Regions from separate parts of the Pan troglodytes genome. Here region 1 is linked to region 2. A link is a contact called in public HiChIP or PLAC-seq data. All regions are on one chromosome and are shown on one strand. Each heading gives the region's core, a stretch centred on a gene start, on an enhancer-like site or on the middle of the called end of the contact. The rest is flanking DNA. Distances are from core to core; before and after follow the strand shown. Region 1 holds the start of LGI4 (leucine rich repeat LGI family member 4). Region 2 holds the start of ZNF792 (zinc finger protein 792).

Region 1 (2,832 bases), core at 55-2,554, 170 kb after region 2:
GCACCCCTCTTCAAGGCATCCCGACAGCCTTTGCTGCCCATCTCCTGAGATCCTGATGGGCCCCTGTTTCCCTGGAGACCCGGCACCACATCCCAACCTCTGGGGTCCCAGGACTTCCGTCCCCACCTTCGGGCATGCAGAAGGCTGGACACTCACAGTGACAGCAGGGTCGGAGAGAAGCTGACGGGCAGGTCCGGGGAGCCCTCACACAGGGCGCTGTCTTTGGAGCAGGAGCAGCGCGGGGGACACTTTCCCTTTGGGGGTCTCCAGGCCACCACCACCCCCGCCCCAGCCAGCAGCAGCAGCAGAATGCCTGCCCCTCCCATGCCCCCACCCCCACTCTGAGGCACCCGCTTCTCCCGGCCCACCCAGCTCAGCCCAGGCCACTACGTCTCCTCCTCCACCAGGCCGCCCTCCATCCGCCTGCTGGCACGCTCGGCCCTGGCTTCTCTCTCCTCTTCTCCGTCTTTCTTTCAGTCGGCCTTCCTCCCTGTTCGTATGTCTTTGGTGTCTAATTTTCTGTTTCTCTTTCTCCCTGTCTTTCTGTCTCTGTATTTTTGACTCTGTGTGTTAGTCTGTTTCTATTTCTGTCTTTGTCTCTCTTTCTGCCTGTTTCTCTTTTTCTGTGTTGCTGTCAGTCTTTCAGGCTTTAGGTAGCTGTCTATCTGTTGGTCTCTATGTGTGTGAGTGTATGTGAGTGTGTGTGTGTCCTGCTGCCTGGTGTCTTGATTTCTTGTCTCCTGCCCCCCCCACCCCCCCTTCCAGCTCCCTGCCTGTAGTTTCTTTGCCTCCTCCCACCTCCCTTCTCCCCGAAGGTTTGGGAAAGGGGTTCGCTGGACACCCGGCACACCCGGCAGAGTAGGATGGGAAGGAGGAAGGGGTCAGAGGCCATGAGAAGGTCGGCCTTGGGGGAAGGGACTGGACAGCCCCACAGGAGGGGGAGGGGCCACCAAGGGCTGGAGCCGCCCCACCACTCCCACCAGCCCCCTCCCCAGATTCCCCACTCAACCCTATTGAGGGAGCAGGAGGACGATGTCACCAGGGTGGGGACCAGATGGCTCTGCAGACTGGAGCAGGGTGGGAGGAGAGGCCCTGGGGGGGCTGGGGACATCCCGTCCTGGCCACTCTCTGCCAGCCCCCTCCCCTGGCTCCAGGAGGGTGTGTTGGGCGCTGTCAGGGCCAGATCACGTTCAGCTGCTCCCTCTGGTGGTCATACTCGGCAGGACCTCTGCCCGGCCCCAAGCCCTTAGCCTCCCTCCCCTACCCTGAAATTAACCCTCGAGTGGCCAACACCCACTGGGGGGCAGCACCAACCCGAGGACATGATGATGATGAAGATGATGATGATGGTGAAGATGATGATGATGATGCCACCCCTTCTTCAGCGTCTACTCTGAGCCTGGCCTTGTCCTAAAAGCTCATCTATTAACTCATTCTGATCTTGCCAAAGCCCTCTGAAGTTAGTGCTGTCATCATCACCACTTTACAGCTGGAGGAAGTGGAGACAGAGGTCAGGGAACCTGAACTCTAGGTTACCCAGCTGAGGGCACAGCTGGGATTCAAACCCAGGCATCCAGCTCCAGGTTATTTTGCATTCTTTCTTTGGAGATCAGAGTTCATGGATAGATGGATAATTGGTTGTTTTAATCTGGACTAAATTTTAGTCATTTGGATAGATTCTGTCCACTAAATAAGAAACATAAGTAAATGACACTTGTTAGCTAAGATGAAATAGTAGTAATGTTTATACTCACTCAGCCTTCACAGCCACCCTGTGAGATGGGCAGTACTGCTATCCCTGCTTTACAGATGGGGAAACTGAGGCACAGGGAAGTTATGTGATTAGTTTCCTGGCTCTAGTCAGCTCTAAACCTAACCCCTAGGCTGTACCACCTCATCGCCTGACGACGAGACTCATCCTGTGATTGAGGAATGCATGCAGCCTCTCTTGACACTGACGGCCACGCCCAGAAGCCTCGTTGGAGGATAAGGGGGCTTAACAGCTTGGAGGTCACGCAGATCTGGGTTCCAGGCCCAGTCCTGTGTGGCCTCAGTTTTCCCATCTGTCAAACGGGGACAATCGTGGCACCCGCTTCCCAGTTGTGGAGAGGACTCAGGTGATGGAGGCAACTCATCCTTTTGGGGTTCAGCACAAGGTGGGCATCCCACAGTGGTCGGCAGGCTTGGGGGTGGGCTCCGGATCCAGGTCCTAGAGGAGCAGACCCCAGCAGCTTGTGGTTTGAGCCATGCCCCTCAGCTCTCAGTTTCCTTCACTGCCTATTGGGTATGATAAACAGGGTCCCTGAAAGTGAAGTTGGAGAGCTGAGTGCCAGGGGCACAGAGGGATCTGAACCCACTCTCATAGGGTGCCCAGCCCAGCAGTCCAGTTCACAAGGAGGAGGATGACAAGGACAATAATAATAGGCCAGGCACGGTGGCTCATGTCTGTAATCCCACATTTTGGCAGGCTGAAGTGGGAGGATCGCTTGGGGCCAGGAGTTCAAGACCAGCCTGGGCAACATAGAGAAACCCCGACTGTACAAAAAATTAAAAAATTAGCCAGGCGTGGTGTCGCACGCCCATAGTCCCAGCTACTCAGGAAGCTGAGGTGGGAGAATCACTTGAGCCCATGAGGTTGAGGCTACAGTGAGCTATGATTGTGCCATTGCACTTCAGCCTGGGTGACAGAGCAAGACCCGGTTTCAAACAAACAAACAAACAAAAAATGAAGTTAATCATAAGACAATGTCAAGTTCAGAGACCTCTGAGCCCTGTCCAGGATTATACACGTGATCTTAGTGATTTTTCCATTTTGGAGCATGTGAAAATGAG
Region 2 (2,894 bases), core at 144-2,643:
CAAACCAAAAACCATGGATTCTTCCCTCCTCTTTCTCACCCTCCACATGGGAAAATTTGGTCAGCTTGACTTAAAAGACATCAAGTTCCCAATCACTTCCTCTACCTCCAGTCCTCACTCTGGTCCGGCCAGCCGCAGCACTGGCCTGGGCTATTCCATTAGGCTACTCCTTGGCATCCCTGCTTGCGGCTCACTCCATATTCAGTTCTCCACTGTGCATCCACAGGGAGCCTGTTAAGACCTGAGTCACAGCATCTTCCTCCTCTGCCCTAAACCTTCCATGGCTCCCAACACCCTCAGAACAGAGGCCCAGCTCTGCCTTTCTGAGCTGTCTTCAGCCCACCTGCTCTCTGGTTCCAGCAGACATAATATTAATAACACTGACCTGGGTGGGGTTCCTTGAACACTCCCAACTCAGTCTCCACACCGTGCCCCACCCCACCCCCAAGCTTTTGCGCATGCTGGTTCCTGTGCCTACAAAGCCCTTTCTCCCTCCATCCCATTACATTTCAGCAACGGAAGCCACTTTATATAAACCCTGCCCTGATTCAGGATCCTAGCTGGGAGCGACTCCCTTCCAGGGTCCCCTGACTCAAAAGCAAGGAAATGGGAAAGGCGAAAGTCCTAGAACAAAGCCATCTTTTGCGTCTCAACACCGAGAACAGAAGCGTGGGGGGCCGACAGCGAAGGGCCTAACGTCCAAGCACTCACCTGCGCGGGGTCCCGCAGCGCCGCCGCCGCCATCGGAGTCTGTGGTCAGAGCAGGGCCCCACGGTGCGGGCGACCACGGGGCGGGGGTAGGGGGTCTCGCAGGCTGAGGCTACCACCCACCTGGCCGTGCCCCAGACGAGGTGTGACCCCGGGCTGAGGGTCGCACTCCTAGCCTCAGTCTCCCCCGTGCAAAATGCGCAAGGGGCTCGGGGCGCAGGCTCCGGGGGCGCCGAGAGCGCGCAGCGCCGCTGGGTACCCCCGTTGCAAGAGGTCACGGCTGGTGCAAAGGTGCGGAGGGGGTCCCGGCCTCACTGTCCCCCTTGCAGTCCGGGAAAGCCGGCGCGGCAGCTTCACGGGCGCAGCCCCACCCGTCCCGCCCCCAACTCGGGGTCCCCAGCTCCTGGGGACTCAGCCTCCCCGCCGGGAAATGACCTGCGAGGCTGCAGTGCAGGAAGTTCCGGCCCCCACCGTGGCGGCCGGGAGAGTCGCCCTCTCCCGTACTGTCATTGGCCTGGCGCCAGCCGCTGGTGCACAGGCAGGGCCTGGGGATCGCGAGTTTCTGCCCAGCCTCTCGTCAGGCTGAGGGTCCAGGACGGGAAGGAGAGCGGATCTCGTCGGGTCTCCACCGCCGCCGCCTGCAGCCCTCGGGCCTTCCCCTTAAAGGGGCCGCTCCCGAGCCTGCGGCCGCCCGCGCTAAACCCCGCCCACCCTCCGAGGTCCAGGAGGAGAGGCCCAGTGCTCTTCCTGCGCGTGTGGGCATCGGCCAGCAGCTTCACCCCTAAGGGACCTAAATTCACACTGGAAAATGGGGATAGTACCCAATGGGCGGGGTCTTTGCGTTGTAATATTAAATGTCGCTCTGATTCAGGGCTTCTCAAACCAGCAACATCAGCATCACCTGGGGACTGGCTGAAAATGCAGGTTCTGGGGCAACAACTTAAATCTAAGGACTCAGAAATTCTGGGGATGGGATTCAGCCTTCTCTACTTTTTGGGGAGGGGGAGGGGGGGATGGGTCTCGTTCTGTTGTCCAGGCTGGAGTGCAGTGGCCTGATCATAGCTCACTGCAGCCTCCATCTCGGGCTCAAGCTATCCTCCTGCCTCAGCCTACCAGGTAGATGGGATACAGGCGTGCACCATCATACACAGCTAATTTTAAAATTTTTTGTAGAGACTGGATCTCCCTGTGTTGCCTAGGCTGGTCTCAAACTCCTGAGCTCAAGTGATCCTCTCACCTCGGCCTCCCAAAGTGTTGGGAATTGCAGGAGTGAGCCACGGTGCCAGGCCTCCTTCTCTGTTTTAACAAGCCCTCTGGGGACTCCAATGCTGGCTCCAACTTTACAGCAGGGACTCTCATTGAAATCCAGTAAATAAAATGGGAAAAATAACACTACATTGTTGCAGGAAGTCAGGGACCCCGAACGGAGGGACCTGCTGAAGCCGTGACAGAAGAACATTAATTGTGAAGATTTCATGGACATTTATTAGTTCCCCAAATTAATACTTTTATAATTTCTTATGCCTGTCTTTACTGCAATCTCTGAACATAAATTGTGAAGATTTCATGGACATGTATCGCTTCCCCAATCAATACTCTTGTGATTTCCTATGCCTGACTTTACTTTAATCTCTTAATCCTGTCGTCTTCGTAAGCTGAGGATGTATGTCACCTCAGGAACCTGTGATGATTGCGTTAACTGCACAAATTGTTTGTAGGGCATGTGTGTTTGAACAATATGAAATCTGGGCACCTTAAGAACAGGATAACAGCGATTTTCAGGGAACAAGGGAGATAACCTTAAAGTCTGGCTGCCTGTGGGATGGGCAGGACAGAGCCATATTTCTCCTATTACCAAAAACGGGTAAGAGAAATATCGCTAAATTCTTTCCCCAGTAAGGAATATTAATAATTAACAGCCCTGGGAAAATAATGCATTCCAAGGGCAGTGCCTCTAAAATGGCTGCCCTGGGAGTGTCTGCCTTATGCAGATGTAGATAGGGATGAAACACACCCTAGTCTCCTGCAGCGCCCCCAGGCTTGCTAGGATTAGGAAATTCCAGCCTGGCGAACTCTAGTCAGACCAGTTCTCTGCTCTTGAACCCTGTTAAGATGTTTATAAATGACAATGCGTGCACAGCAGGACATGGAAGCTCATGAGTGATTCTAGTTTTGCCCTGACCTTG

What was found. HiChIP or PLAC-seq counts read pairs in DNA pulled down with a chosen protein or histone mark.
Region 1: an H3K4me3 HiChIP or PLAC-seq map of stem cell-derived excitatory neurons shows a contact between it and region 2, with 4 times the contacts expected there. The contact joins the promoter of LGI4 here to the promoter of ZNF792 in region 2. A contact is called at or near these places in 1 of 7 Hi-C or Micro-C datasets (induced pluripotent stem cells) and 1 of 1 datasets of contacts at active chromatin or transcription factors (stem cell-derived excitatory neurons).

What each region holds. Positions count from the first base shown.
Region 1 is chr20:38,277,407-38,280,238 of NHGRI_mPanTro3-v2.0_pri, forward strand. It overlaps LGI4 (leucine rich repeat LGI family member 4), which reads right to left and starts at 1,305. Exons shown (of 9, transcript XM_016935655.2): 1 at 157-1,305. The coding sequence starts at 326.
Region 2 is chr20:38,105,829-38,108,722 of NHGRI_mPanTro3-v2.0_pri, forward strand. ZNF792 (zinc finger protein 792) reads right to left here and starts at 1,394. Exons shown (of 4, transcript XM_524215.8): 1 at 712-1,394. The coding sequence starts at 744.